2 separate regions of the Canis lupus genome follow, and region 1 is linked to region 2. The links are chromatin contacts, called in public Hi-C maps. All regions are on one chromosome and are shown on one strand. The core of a region is the stretch at or near the end of the contact, and the rest is flanking DNA. Distances in the headings are between cores, read along the strand shown. Region 1 overlaps RGS3 (regulator of G-protein signaling 3). Region 2 overlaps RGS3 (regulator of G-protein signaling 3).

What was found. Hi-C and Micro-C count contacts between places; a contact is called where the count stands out from the background.
Region 1: a Hi-C map of blood shows a contact between it and region 2, with 4 times the contacts expected there. The contact joins two enhancer-like sites. A contact is called at or near these places in 2 of 9 Hi-C or Micro-C datasets (both in blood).

Annotation. Positions count from the first base shown.
Region 1 is chr11:68,307,030-68,311,370 of UU_Cfam_GSD_1.0, forward strand. The region is part of intron 18 of RGS3 (regulator of G-protein signaling 3); the gene reads left to right. Among named protein-coding and RNA genes, the nearest start is that of RGS3, 99 kb to the left of the region's middle. Within about 2 kb of position 2,317, at least 4 of the 20 cell types and tissues checked have an H3K27ac peak or open chromatin away from gene starts, as enhancers often do. A contact at or near this core is called in blood, where this site is marked.
Region 2 is chr11:68,261,731-68,265,585 of UU_Cfam_GSD_1.0, forward strand. It overlaps RGS3 (regulator of G-protein signaling 3), which reads left to right. Exons shown (of 24, transcript XM_038553190.1): 16 at 964-1,075. Among named protein-coding and RNA genes, the nearest start is that of RGS3, 54 kb to the left of the region's middle. Within about 2 kb of position 2,026, at least 6 of the 20 cell types and tissues checked have an H3K27ac peak or open chromatin away from gene starts, as enhancers often do. A contact at or near this core is called in blood, where this site is marked.

The DNA of each region.
Region 1 (4,341 bases), core at 1,067-3,566, 46 kb after region 2:
CAATGGGTACGGTACGCTCCCCACTGTGATGTGTTGCCCTCCTGAGTCCCCCATGGACCCGGAGTAGTTGTGGAATTCTTTAGGGACGGAGAATTTCCATCTGCATTCACATCGCTCCTTGCTGTCTCTCCTGCCCTCGGGCCTCTGTGTATGGGAAGCCTGTGTAGGTAGCGGAGTGCAGCGAGCCTGCCAGCATCTTATGTGGGGGACCAGGGGCTGCTGAGGCCATGCCTCTTCTGCACGGGCTTCCTGTTAGAGAGGGAGTGCCGGGTGTTGCAATCCATGCTGCCCTAGGTTCTGGTCTGCATTCATGTGCTGATTCTGTTGTATGACCTTGGGCACATCACCTCCCCTCTCCGGGCCTCGCTCACCTTATCCGTTAACTGGGGCTGTCCCCCCAGAATTATCTGGGGAGTCAGAAAAAAGCCGAGATGCCAGCCCTACTCTTGGGGCAACTTATCCAGTAAGATCTGGAGTTGGGCCCAGATAGTGATATTTTTAAAATGCTCCACCGGTGATTCTAAAGTGTACCTCTCTTTTGAGAACCAATAGTCTGGATCGGTGCTATTTTTAACGTGCGAATTAATCTCTTGGAATCTTGGTAAAGTACAGACTCTGATCCAGTAGCTGTGGATTGCAGGCTAAGATTTTATATTTCGTGTGGGCTTCCAGACGCTATTGTGCCTGCTGGTTCAGGGGCCACCCTTTAGGTACTGAGCGCCTAGGGGGTCCTGTGGTCACTGGATTGCCCATTCATTCATTCATTCATTCATCCCACATCAAACACTTAAGATGGGGAGTGCTGAGAGGTGAGGCCAAAGGGAGACAGAACAGAGACCCTCTCAGGGCTACAGAATTTGGACTTCACCGAGAGGGCACTGGGGAGTCTTGACAGGGCTTGAGGCAGAGGAGTGGCAGGGTCAGATGTGCCTAAAAGGCATCAGAGGGGCCTGAGCTGCCTCCGGGAAGTCTGCGGCAATTCCGATGGGAGATGACGACTGATGGGAGATGACGACCGCGTCTGGAGGGAGGTGGTGCAGGAGTGGAGATGGAAGGAGTGGAGAGATTGTTTTATTTCTAAGTTAATCAACCTTGTTTTTAGAGCAGTTTTAGGGATCGAGAGGAAAGTATGTAGAGTTCCCCAGTCCCCACACTTGGCATCACCTGCCCCAGTGGAATGATTTTGCAGATTTTCCAAGGGACAATCAGGAGGCTTTGGTGACCGGCTGGAGTTGGGGGGCTTGGTGGCAGTGAAGGGACAGTGAGAGAGGATGATACCCGGCTGCCTGCCTTGCAGCTGGTGTGGCATCATGGATGGGCTCGCTTTCAGCTTGGGGCACGTTGAGCTGAGGGCACTGGCGGGATGTGCAGAGCGGGGTCCCTGTCTATGCCCCCTGTCCCACCAGTGTGCTGGCTGCCCTGCCCACCGAGCAGATCTGGGGCTCAGTGTCATCTCAGAGTGGCCTTTCCCACATGCCACTGTGTTCTCTCCCGCCACACCTTATGGTTTTCCTGCCCATCACCAGCCGTGCTTTGTATCCATTACGTGTTTCTGTGGGCGACGTCGTGGCTTGTGTCCACCCTTCCTCGCTGGCCTCGAAGCTCCACCGGGACAGGGATCGTGTCTTTCGTGTTTCCTGTTTTACCCACAGAACCAAGGACAGTATTTGGGGGCAGCGCCGTCTTCTGAGTACTTGGTGAACACTTGCCTCTGGGGTCTAGACTCAGGAGCCAGGTCGGGGCTGGCAGTGTGGACTGGGCGGTGGCCAGACAGTGCAGATGGTGACTGTAGCCCCGGGAGTGGACAGGTGCCCAAGGGAGTGCGGAGGACCGAGACAGGCGGGGACCTGGGACAGGCCTGGAGGCCGGTGACCTGCTGAAGAGGGGTCACCTTTCCGGTGGGAGGAGATCCAGGGAGGGAGAGGTCCAGGTGGGCTGTGCTGCGGTGGTGCTGCGGTGGTGCCGGCTGCCGTTGGAGTGCCCATGTGGTGCCGAGCTCTGGGTGCACGTCAGCTCAGCACCCTGCCACCGCCCTGGGGGGCTGGTCTGAACCCCGTGTTATGGCTGATGGAACAGGGGCTCATAAAGGCTCTACCTCAGGTCACCTAGCCAGTTGGAGGGGGCAGCCTCCAGAGCTCTCCCCCTGTAAAGTGCTGTCCCCGCCCCGTGTTCTGGGTCAGACCTGTCGTGTTGGGGGCAGAGGAGGACAACAGCCCGGAGGAGGCTCGGGAGGAGGCTCGGAGGCTCTGAGCTGGCAGGCAGAGGCAGGGGGTAGCTCCAGCCTGGGGGTCAAGAAATCAGGCCCAGGAACTGGACCAAGCTGCGCCGGGGGAGCTAAGTGTTGGCCAGGCAGCTGAGGTTCCTGGGGAACCTGGGGCCAGGCAGCATCACCCTGGGGACCCAGAGGCCAGGGAGCTGCTCGGGAACCCAGAGCATGCCAGACTTGAAGGGGTGACCCCATCTCAGAAGTCAAGCCTGGAGGTCGGGCGCTGGGCAGGGATTCTAACAGCCTCTCCCTTTCTCCAGCCACTTTCCAGTTTGCAGAGCGCTTTCCTGCCCTTCCTCAGACTTGGTCCCCTCGGCCCTCTGGAAGCAGGGGGGTGGTGGCGGCAGCAGCAGGAAGTAGGAAGTGTCCTCACTTCATGGCAGAGGAAACCAGAAGTGATAGCCTGACACACAGCTAGCAAGCAAATGATGGAGCGCGGATTCCAGCGCAGGCCTTCTGGCTTTAGGTCCCGTGCTCGATCTGTAAAATGCTAGCTGTGTAAGGGCCACCCAGAGACAAAGGCAAATCCCAGCTCACACCCCCTCCCCCCTCTCCATGCAGGAAGTGGTTTTTGAGGGCAGATGCAGAGCCCAGCATCTGTGGTGGATGTGATGAGTCATCTCAGGGTGAGAGCTGCAGGTTGACTCGGGGGTCAGGAGACCTGGTTCCACATTTAGTAGCTGTGTGACATTGGGCCAGTCACTTCCAGCAGCCCACTGCCACCCCAAACTCCAATAGCGGGTTGGTAGGAGTGAGGGAGGAGTCTGGGACCCAGAAGATGATCTGGGAGTCCTTCCTGCCACCCCTTCCCGGCCTAGTCTGAGCCCTGGATTGGACTGGGGGCAGAATTTGATTAGATCTGAAACAGCAGCTTCATTTAGAGGGCCTGGCTCATTTCCTCTGTGCTTCTAGCAGGCAAGACATGGACAGAATTAACACTGCGCCAGCCAAGCCAAAGAAATGATGGATGGGAGAGAGACAGACTCCCCACAGGAAGGGGGCGGCTGCCCGAGCTCTCCGGACCCAAGGCCCTGGGCCAGCAGGCTCATCTCTCCGGGGCACCGGGGCTGGATTCTTATCACCCCAACCTGTTGCAAAGCTAACTGGGTGTTACCAGCCACCTGTACCTCCTCCTCCGTCTGAGCATTAAGACCTCATGCGTTAAGACCAGTGGTCCAGCCTGGGTTTTTTTCTGCTCAATGGAGGGGCAGGGATTGTGTGTGACAGGTTCAGGGTTTCACTCGGTACCCGGAGACCCAACGAATGCGTGTATGTCAGTGTGCGTGCGTGTCACTGTGGTCCTTCCCCACCCCCACATCCTGCTCACACTGCCCAGAGCAGCTTTGACCCAGAAGGGCCCTGCTCCTGTTACGCTGTTCCTCACAGGACAATCCCACGCCTGGCATCCATTGTGACATACTCTCATCTTTATCTCTTTTCCTGTCCTCGTTCCTTCCCTTGCCACCGCTCCCCCCCAGATTTCTGAGGTTTCCTGATTTGCTCCAGAAGCCCCCTCCCCCCAAGGTGCTCCCAACCCCAGCTCTCCCAGGAGCAGGGCCCCTTGGAACCCATCTGGGCACCCACACAAGCCCCACCCCGTGGGGAAGAGCCAAAGAGCACTGGCTAGTCCTTCTTTGCCAGTATCTGCCCAGGTATGTATGGGGCCCAGGTGAGGGGCCCCAGGTCGTGCGTGGCCTCCGCCCTTCCTTCTAGGCTCCTGGGCCCACCCTACTTGCGTGCCAGGGCCCAGCGAAGCCAAGGGGACACCCTTGGCCAGGAGGCATGAGTGCGGATACTCAATCAGCCTCCAGTTTCGTAGGTGACTCCCTTTGCTCCAGGACCTCAGTTTCCCCATCTGTAAAATAAGACTGGACTAGTGATAGCTACCACGTTAGTAAATGCTTCTCCCGTGGCCAGGCCCCATGGACCCCCCCAACCCCAACCCCCAGGATAGTCCTGGGAGTCCTGGGAATCAGTGTGCTATCATGGCCCTGCTCCAGGTGAGGAGATACGGGGACGGAGAGGCTGGGAGGCTGGCCAGGGTTGCACAGCTGGAAAGTGACACCCCTGATCCC
Region 2 (3,855 bases), core at 776-3,275:
ATTAATAACATTTTGTTTTCTTTGGAGAATCTAAAATTGGATTTTATTGCTTTTAACTAAGAGCTGCTGCAAGGCTTACAAAGCAAAGAACAGTGTAATCTTTAGTGGCATTAGGGGATCAAGTAGTTTTTTTTTAGCACGAAACTATGCTGAGCATGCCTGTTGGTTTACCTATAATGTCTAAAAATAGCTTTCTCCTTTTATTTTTGGAACAGCTAGCGCATAAAAGAGATAAAAGTCACATACATGTCTGTATTAGAGCGTAAGTAGCTGGCTTTCTCTTGAACTGATTATGTGTTAATGTAGTTAAAATCATCCTCGAAGAATGTGATCATAAGACCTCACACTGCATGATGCTTCAATTCAGTCTACACAGGGCTCGTGAAAGAAGCCTGTGAGGGACCTGGGCAGGGACACTCCCCTGTCTGTACAGATGAGAAAACTGAAGCATCAGCTCTGGGGACCCTAACCAGGTTTTCATGGCTCCTTAGTGGAGAGCCTTGTGACTTCTGACTCCAAGTGCAGCGCTCTTTTAGCCAGACATTTAGAGGAGAATACAAGCAATTGTGCCAACATCCCGCAGCTCCCGAGTGGCGCCAAGCCAGCAGCGCTGGGCTGAAGATTCCAGGGGCCTGTAGTCAGAAAGATGGCCTGGCGGGGGTTGGGCTGTGGAGGTGGAGAGGCCTGCAGGGGTCACCTGCCGTGGAAGGTGAGGGTCGTGTTTTATCCTATTTCCCTACCCCCTCCCCATGATAAAGAGTTAGAGGTGTAGAAAACTCTAGACCAAAGGGAAGTCCTGATTGTAGATCACATCTCTGTCCTTGGCCAAGGCCACACTGAGAGTCTGATCCTAGTTCTGCCCGAGATGACCAAGACTCCTTACCCCGGCCTCCCAGGGAGACCGTGGCTCCCGGGCTCTGGGGCAGCAGAGCAGCCGGTTCTGTTTGCTCTCTTGGGATGCAGGTGACGCTGTTTGCCTACTCGGACCTGCTGCTCTTCACCAAGGAAGATGAGCCGGGACGCTGCAACGTCCTGAGGAACCCCCTCTACCTCCAGAGCGTGAAGCTGCAGGAAGGTAAGTGCGTGCCCCAGGTGCCCTGGACTCCATCCTGCTTGCCCTGAGTCCCGCTACTCTGGGCCGTACAGATGCACAGTTTGGATTTGACCCGGCTGCCAGGCGGGCTGCCAGCCATCAGTGGGGCATCTGAGCACGTGGGGTTGGGGCCAGTCCTGCCCCTGGGCTGCTAGGCTCCGCGACACTGGCGTTTCATCCTAGGCCGTATGCCCTGAGCTCTGCTGGGAGGTTTCTGGTCCAGACACGTTTCAGGGAGGCCGTGGAGTGGGAAGAGCTTTGGGCTCACACAGACCTGTGCTTAGATCTCGGCCCTGCCGCTCACTGCCTGTGATCTTGGGCACGTTCTACTCCAACCTCTTTGAGCCTGGGGGCTCACGTGTAAGTGGGGCTGCCGGTAGGTTGTTGTGCAGATTTAGTAAGGTCATATGCAGGGGCCCGGCCCACACCAGGTGCCCGGTGCTCGCTGCCTGCTGCCCCACTCGCCACGCACATCCCGGACAGGAGAGCACTGCTCCTTCTGCACCCAGTCACATGGCCCAGGCTGGGGCCCGGGGAGCAGGGGTCCCGGGGGACCGTGGAGCCAAGGTCCCCTGCAAACTTTCCATCGGGCCTCCTCCACTCGGGAACGGGAAGCCAGCTGGGAGTATCTGTTGAGCGGTTTGGTTTGGCGCCTAAAGTCCCTGCTGAAAGGGGCTTGATTTCCTCTCCCAGATTATGAAAACAACAACAGACCTGTTTGAGCACGGGCGACAGGGGCAGAGAGGAAAATATTACCCTGCGAAAGAATTCTGTTTTGACGGGTTTTGCTCCAGGAGAACTTCCTGCCTGTTTGCAGAGCCGTCCTGTGTTCCTGTGCACGGTTCCTCCTCCTCCTCAGGAACCCAGGGAGTGTGAGAACCTCCCCTCGGCCGCCCCACAGGAAGTCACTTACAACTTCTCCTTCTCTGCCTCGAGCTTTCTCCTGCCCACTGAGCAGGGCCGCCCCTGAGTGGGGAGAAGCAGGTCACCTGTCTCTGGGCCAGCTCCTCTTGCAGGGTGGCCGCAGGCAGCCTTCTGAGTAAGCTCCGCTGCAGCAGCTCCCACCCTGGCTCCCCAGGGCCTGCGGGGGGGGGGGGGGGGGGGGGGGGGGGAGCAGGTGAGAGCTCCGGCAGACTCTGCCCAGGGCTTCCCTGCCCCGCCCTGTTTCCCTCAGACCCAGCTTCCCCTGCTCACCCCTCCACCCCCTTCTCCCAGCCCTGCCACCCCCCTGCACGCATACCCCGCCTCAGACAATCAGGACCCAGTCAGGGATGGGGAGCCCGATAAGATGCACAGGCTGATTATAAGACCCAGACCTTTACTCAGTTGTGCTCATCATGCTCCTCACCCAGGTCTGGGGCCATGAGCCCTGGATGCTCATCTGCTCAGCCTCCTGCTAGAAGAGGGGAGGGGAAAGAAGAGAGGCTCAAACTGGCCATGCTTTGTGATGGGACTGGAGTGGGAGAGAAGAGGCCGTGGAAGAGCAGAGGGTCAGAGCTGGGAGTTTGGGGTCTGGGCTCTGCTTCGCTGCTAACGTGCTCTGTGACTTCAGCTGGCCGGCTCCCTTTTCTGGACTCTGGTGTCTCAGACTGTGAAGGATGGGTTGGACCCATCCTTGATGGTCTTTCCCAGCCCTGACGTGCCCTGACAGGAGGTTGCTGTGAGATGGTAGATGGTGCCCAAACATCCTGCCTCCACCCCTTGGGGTGGGCTGGGGGTGCTCGGCTGGGGATTGGTTGGCTCTTCCCCTCCTGGAGCCCTCAGACCCAAGCCTTGAAGTTAGAGTCTGGGTGAGCTCCGTCTTCCACTGGGTGGTGGCTGGTCCGAGTGGGTGGTGTGGGGCCTCAGGTGTTGCAGAGGACCTTCCAGATGCTGAGCTCTTGTGAGCAATAGCCTTGTGCAGACATGGCTTCCTTGAGCTAGAGCCCACATCCTCTCCCTGCAGATAGATGGTAGGCTGAGGGTGGCCAAGGCTGGCACCCCTCAGGAGAGAGGACCACGGCCAGCAGAGCCTGCTGGCTTGGCATGGGTGTCGAGGTGTGTGTGTGTGAGTGTTCACGTATTCTGGACTTGCTGTGACGGTTTGGTGCAGGTGGTTTGGTGTAGACGTGTTGTCTTGCCCTTCTCCAGCCCCTTCTCCAGCAAACAGTGAACATGGCTCTCCAGGGACAAGTTTCGGTGACACTGAGCACACAGGTGCATGTCTCATCTCTTAGATTTTCCTCCAGACGTTGGTGGAGCCCCTCCCTCCTCCCCCTGCCTCCACTCCCCTGAGACAGGCTTGTGGTTCCCAGGGCTCACAGAAATCCAGTGTCCCCTTCTCCTGCAGTTGGAGTTGGGGCTGTGGGACCCAGGGTCCTGAGTCCTGGCACCTGGCCTCCAGCCCATCTCCCACTGCAGCAGCGAGGGCCTGGGTGAGGCTTTTAAGAGATCCATCTGGGGCCTCGGCTGGAGCTTCTATTAACAGAATGGCCTCTGATTAATGTTGCTCATGCCTCCCAGGTGTGTCAACATGCATAGAAAGTTCAGTTTGGGGCAAAGAGGATGGTAATAAGGAGCACACCCTGCCTTTCCTACGGGCTGGGGCTGACAAGGGCTTTTCCTAGCAGGGGGGACCCTATGCCACCCAGGGAGCAATGACTGCCGTGTGTGACTTGCCTGAATGGAGCTTAGCTCTGCTGGCCAAGCATCCTCCCAGGGCCTAGCACGAGGCACAGAGCATTGTGAGTGCCCAGTGAATGTCTGTTGGCTGAATGAATGCA